2 separate regions of the Danio rerio genome follow, and region 1 is linked to region 2. Evidence: chromatin contacts called from public HiChIP or PLAC-seq data. All regions are on one chromosome and are shown on one strand. Each heading gives the region's core, a stretch centred on a gene start, on an enhancer-like site or on the middle of the called end of the contact. The rest is flanking DNA. Distances are from core to core; before and after follow the strand shown. Region 1 holds the start of dyrk1b (dual-specificity tyrosine-(Y)-phosphorylation regulated kinase 1B). Region 2 holds the start of pycard (PYD and CARD domain containing).

Evidence for each region. HiChIP or PLAC-seq counts read pairs in DNA pulled down with a chosen protein or histone mark.
Region 1: a contact with region 2 is called in an H3K4me3 HiChIP or PLAC-seq map of gastrula embryo, with 2.5 times the contacts expected there. The contact joins the promoter of dyrk1b here to the promoter of pycard in region 2. A contact is called at or near these places in 2 of 4 datasets of contacts at active chromatin or transcription factors (embryo and gastrula embryo).

Annotation. Positions count from the first base shown.
Region 1 is chr16:46,573,486-46,576,623 of GRCz12tu, reverse strand. It overlaps dyrk1b (dual-specificity tyrosine-(Y)-phosphorylation regulated kinase 1B), which reads left to right and starts at 1,748. Exons shown (of 12, transcript NM_001168265.1): 1 at 1,748-2,233.
Region 2 is chr16:46,411,326-46,414,755 of GRCz12tu, reverse strand. It overlaps pycard (PYD and CARD domain containing), which reads left to right and starts at 1,820. Exons shown (of 5, transcript NM_131495.3): 1 at 1,820-2,140; 2 at 2,689-2,715. The coding sequence starts at 1,870.

The DNA of each region.
Region 1 (3,138 bases), core at 499-2,998, 160 kb before region 2:
TGTGTTTCTATCATCCCAATATGACTGTGGACACAATATACCTACACACAGTTCTGACCAAACAGCTGACAATAGAGGATTTTCATCATGGGTTCAGAAACAAGCAAAAAAAGAAAACATTTAAAATTTCGTTTTTTTATTAAATAGAAATTTATGCATGTATTATAACCAAATGTTTTAATAGTAAATATTTTTAGTAAAATTAGTAGTAAAAATGTATTGAACTATTTTATACATCGTTTTCAGTGCAACTGAAGATATGAACTGACTCTACTTCTTTCTTTAACCACTAGATGGCGTAAGATCGGAATGTAAGACAGAGGTAAAGGTAGCGCTGTGAACTTTCACCTTGAATTTGATGACGAACTTCCTGCATGTTTAAATTTTAGTAACCTAGGTTGACCTGACGCTTCGGTTAATTCATATATTATTAATACATATACTTTTTTGTTTTGTGGTAAACTACGGGGGGACTCCAACATGTTTAAAATTGTAGAGGGGGGAAACATAAGGGTCCATTTCGCGCACGGTCTAATCGTTCCCACAAAACTCCTACGGACGTAGGAGACGCTTACAATGCGACAGAAAGGTTATGAACAATGCAGATCTGTAAATATGTTTGCGGTGAATGTCTTGTGTGGGGGAGTTGGTCATATTTGTGACCTTGTCTTTTTATCCTGTTGGCACATGACACATTTAGACCGTTTTAAATGGTGCCATCGGTATGAAACAAAGGAATTCATGTAATAGTGATGAAAGAGGATGTGTATAAAGACCTTAGATAACTCAATCAGCTCCACATCCATTGCACGACCCCCTTTTCGATAAACTCTTCCTCAAGGAGCGCGTACCCCCACTATTCTGATTAGGCGCGTGCACGATGTGACTATGCAACAGATATTTTTAAGCAACTGTTTTCCAGTGTCAATATTCACTAATATAACGTTAATTTTTCTGGCTAAGGAGAAATGTTATATGGCATGTTTAAAAGCATTACAACGTGTTATCCCGCTTCTGCTGTTAAATCCCATTCTTTGAGCGCCAGAACACTAAAATGTGACTTCTTCTCATGTAATGCACGTGTAAAACCCAAAAATGTTAATCAGAAAACTTTTCGCAGTCCCACCACCTGTTGTGCTAAAAGACAGATATTGTGCTAAATTAAGATAAGTTTTCTTAGTCATCGTCATAACCATTTATGGTGGTCTCCGGTTAACGTTAGCTCTGTAAGTAAAGCTACTTCACCTCTACATTGCCTCGGCATTGTTCAATATGCCTTGGCTTCAAGGAACTTAACACTTTATAATTGCTCGAAGCGGGCCAAAAAGCCACTCCATTGCGCGTTTTCTAAATTATTATTCCCGTAAACGCATCGTTTTCCTCCCCTGCACAAGCAAATGCCGAGGCAAATCACGCTAACAGCCGCTGGGTGCAGCCCGTTGTCGGGTTTGTTTAGGCGGCCATTTTGTGAACACTGCACACACACTGAAGCGAGCGCGCTTTGTAGCGGGGACGCGCTTTACCGTGCAGACCCTCTCCAGCGACAAGCAGCCGCGGAGCCGATCCGAGATTAACGGGCAGTGAGGGGGGGGTCCCTGGCGAATGCACATCGCGGTGCGACGAAGAAACCCCAGTTTTTAGTTCATCCGTTTTTCTTTCTTTTTCCTTTTTTCATTTAATCACTCTTCTTCTCACCCCTCCACCCCCTCTCTGCTGCTGCAACTGCACCGCGAGCGCGCCGCTACTACACTGCCGCTGCTGGGCGATGTGAGCGCGGTTAGCCTGAGCGCTAGCCGCCGAGACCCGCACCAGCACTAACCGCGAGCTGCTTCTGAACGAGCTCCAGAAGACACCACGATAAGGCGGAATATCGCGGACCACCAAGAGGCGGCTGTCACGGTTGCATGTACTGCTGCTCACCGGACTGGCGGTTGGCCGCGCCGGGGGTTTTGAAGACGCCGCCGCCTCGCTTCTCCGTGCTTTTGGGAAACTGAGAAAATACAAACAAATGTGCTGAAGAGGGATTGTAGAGCCTCTACAAGACTACAGCGTGCGCGGTTCGTCTTTTTCGGAAGACGATCGCAGCAACCCGTCCGAAGGGGTGGCGGTTCGGGGGGAGGGGGGTCGTTTTGCCGGTTTTTCGGTCCGCCCCGGTACCTGTGTGGCGGAGGTTCGGACGGTAGAGGAGGAATACTGGTAATGGCTGCTTCGGGAAGCTGGACACGAAGCTGAGGTAAGACTACAGTTGGTTTCTTCACTAGTACCGTTAACGTGTCTTTCAAACGAGATGCTCCCAGCCGGTTCCTGCAAGACACCGTGTTCCCGAAGACGCCTGATGCACACAGGCCGGGGCTTTGGGCAGGGGAATGGGGAGGGAGTGGGGACATCTGTGTGTATGTGTGTGTGTATACGGCTTGTTACTTCATGTAAACTGGGTCAGATGCAAAAGACCATGGGCAGGTGTTTAAACGTTATCCTCCCGGTGCCATCCAGAGAGCAGCGGCTCAACTCATGGCAGCCAGGTTGCTTGTCAGTGGATGTGATTTGCAATGATTAAAACCATGCACAACATCTTTCCCCAACCATTACGGCCGCTAAACCGCTTATTATGTGATATATGTGCAAAATAAGCATCGGTCAAATCCACTGCATGGATCGCGTTTTTGCAGCCATGCACCCATGAACATGTTCGATTATGAGACCTTCAATGCATCTTTCGATTATCGCTTTTCATTACTCAGATTGATGAGTCAGGTTAGCCCATCACGTTTGCTTTAGACACCCAGTCGTCATTTAATGCTTGTTTAAAAGGAAAAAAGAGGGTAAAATCACAGAGCATTAGTTCGGCCACAATTACATTAATGCAAAACTGCGGTGTTGCATGGGATGCAAATCTTGTGCACAGAATGCCTGAAAGCTACTGAAATCTGACAGATATCGTATTGGTTTTCAGTGCATTCGTTAATACATTTACTGTTTCACAAACCATAAGATCATCCTAGGTCATTTTGCTAGTTAAATCGCGACTTTATTCCAGGCATCTCCATAAAGAGGGTGACGTTACAATTTTCTTCCTAATGTTCATACGTGCACGAGCATGTTGCTTGTAGGTGAAGATATATGGTCGATTCTTATTAC
Region 2 (3,430 bases), core at 571-3,070:
AAACTCAATTTCACTGTATTCGAATATAAAAATATTAATAATATTAATAATACCACTGTGTTATTAGTTTTCCAAACATTTGTATTCAAAAATGACTGGAGGCCAGTTGCAGTGTTGTTGCTTTCTGTGAAGTAGACTGAATAACATTGAGGAAGTGAAAGCAGTTGCATTAGTTTCCAGGCACAACGTGAGCAGTTTCAGAAGGGTCTGATCACATGAAACTTGCAGAGAAAACTTCAAGTCACTGTGAGCTAGTGAAAATGAACCACAGTTTGTCACAAAACCACAGCAGTAATAGATGAGAAAGTCAAGTGTAACTTTAGTGTCATTCCGCCACATGTGTGGACAATTTCAGTGAGGGGGAATTGACTGAAGTTGAAGGCTCTTCCAGCCTGTGGGAAGAAGTGGTTGAGTAGTCTAGCTGAGCAGGCTCTAATACTTCGAAAGCTTCTTCCGCCTCCCCCCCGGTCTATACTTGGTGTGTCCCACAACAAGTTTATTGGTACTAAATCACTAATAGTTATTTACACAATTATTATTTTTTTCTTACTTTTTTTTCTTAGTTTTCATGGAAACTATGATGGATTTTACCTACTTTTGAGAAAAAGAAAGGTCAAAATAATATTTATAATTGATTTGCTATCTTTTATTTATAAATATATTTACTTTCACTCTTGAACAATTTATTTTGATCAGTGAAAGTAAATACAATTTTAACCAGCCTTTTGAATGGTATTGTAGCAGTTTCCTAAACTAACAACAACAGTAATAATATTAATAAATGTTTATTTTTTTAGGAAATACTACAATTTTATTCCAAGACTACACTTTTTAAAGTATTATGCACTGAAAAAAATTATTTCTGCAAAATTGTAGCAAACAATTTGTGTTGAATTTAAGCTAATTAAATTTAATTTAATTTAGAAGTTTTAATTTTATATCAAATTACTGTAAGTAATTTTCAACTTAATTTGTTTGTTTAAATTCAGCCCAAATCAATTGTTTACAACTGCTTACCCTAAAAATAACGAGTGCAAAAATTTTGTAAATCCAAGGAATCATTTTTGAATCATTTTTTTTTGTCACTGAACTAACTTTCAATGTCATGACGTTCACCCGTTGCTCTCCCAACACCAGTGTTTTGAAGAGCAGGATAACTTAATGACTCAATAGGCAAATTAAAATAATTTGCAGTGGATTCTTTATGAATGCTCCAATGACAGCTCTTGTACCTTTATTTCTGAGAATGTAAATTATAATAAATTGCAGTGGATTCTTTATTAATGCTTCAATTATAGTTTGCTGTGCTTAATCATGCTTAAAATTTTGCTTTTAACCACAAATTACATGAATTAAAATATAAAAACAACTCTTAAATAAATGAAACTAAACCTCATTCTCTTTAGCTTTTAGCAGGTATTAATCTGCTGTTAATGTTTCTTAACTCTTATGCACTTGCTTCATTAAGCAGTTATTGCTATTTTGTCTTTTCTTCACCTCTTGTTGTTATTTGCATTTTACAGTATGTAAAGCATTTTGCTCAGCTGTTTTGAATGTGCTCTATTAATGTAGGCTAACAGCCAATAACATTTCACAATTTCACTGTTTATGCAGCATTTGTGAGCAGAAGCATATAATAAAACATTACAAAACTTTACATGTTCCAAACCTTTGACTGGTAGTGTAGCCTGCTTAACACGGTGTTTGTCACTTCTGTGCTTTCAAAACTGCATTAAGAATCAGGAAGTGTGACTATAGGATCCTTTGGACTGAAGACACTCCTTCGCCCCTATATAAAAAAAAAACCTTCAAGTTGTTCCTGCTTCGCTGTCAGCAGCTTCAACGAGAGTGACCCAACTGTGAGGAACCATGGCGGAATCTTTCAAGGAGCAGCTGCAGGAGGCTTTTGAGGATCTGGGTGCTGATAATCTTAGAAAGTTTAAAAGCAAACTGGGCGATCGGAGGCAGGAACCGCGCGTCACAAAGTCTGCAATCGAAAAGCTGAAAGACGAGATCGATCTGGCTGATTTAATGGTCGGCGTGTTCACATCAAAAGACGCGGTTTCTGTAACAGTGGAGATTTTGAGGGCGATCAAGTGTAATGCAGTAGCAGATGATCTATTGAGGAACACAGGGCAATGTAAGTGCAATTGCTATGAATAGATAATAATGCAAAACTAAAATACAGAAGGCGTTTAAGTCTGAAGAAAGCAACTTAAATTTAATCAGAATTGGAATTGTGTATGTACTGTTTGTTAATTGCAAGTTAAAACAACGTAAAAGAATGCAAAACGCAAGTCTGAAGGCGGGAAATTCAGACAGAGGTTTAATCAGATTGACTATGCAAGTTGCAAGCTAAACAACGGAAAATAAATAACATTGCTTGTTTGCAAATAGTTCTTTTTCAGACTTGTGTAAAAGGAAATCAAATTGTAAAATATATTCATTAAATAATTTGCATATATGTTTCCAAACTTAAACTTAGTTTTTACTTTCAATTTCTCTTGACGTCCACTCATTGTCTTCCAGTTCAGTGTTTTGTAGAGCAGAATATCTTAATGACTTACTAGTCTTAAAAGTGGATTCTTTATTAACAAACACCCCAATCTACCTTTAGTTTTATGTGCAATTGAATGTGCAAAATGAATATTTGCTGTAATTAACCCAATCGCTTTTATTGTTTTTCAGCAGAAAGCAAAGGTGCTCCCTCTGATGGTGAGTAAGCGAATCACTTCACTAATCGGCAATGTGGCAGGCCGTTTAAACATTCAGTAGGGGAGAGTGGGGCACTAAGTAACACTTTTTAGTTTTGGCCAAATAATGAACAAAGTAATGGGGTTAGACAAACCATTTGTTTTTTGTTTTTTTACCAACAACACACAAACCTCTCCTACTAATGAGCACAGGTTGTATGATCGCCAGACTTATGGCTTCTGTGCAGTATTGCCAAAAATGCCAGGAGTAAAAATGTTGTTATTTACCCCACCTGTGAGGCAGGGTGTAACAGAGAGAGGTTTAGTTGTTACACGTGCTTAAAAATGCAGATTTTACACAATTAATTTAAATCCAGTTTACTTGAAATAGTAGCTTTATTTCCTCAGTACTTAGCTCAATTAATTTTTTATTCTACAAAGCACAGTGTGTTTATTTAATTATTTATTCATTGGATAAACACATTTAGATATATTTGGATTATTATCCATTATTATACCATGTTTTTATTTCTAGTATTAACAATATAATATATTTTTTGTCTAATAAAAATATTGTGTTTTCCCTAAAACTGGCTAGTGTGTTTTTACATCTTTCAAAATGGTCAATTTTTTTTAGCCTGGAAGATGGTGATCGCAACAATATAAGATTTTACAAACATACTTTTACAGATTTAATTAAATACAAAAATATTGACTATAATAAAAAATACTTTTAT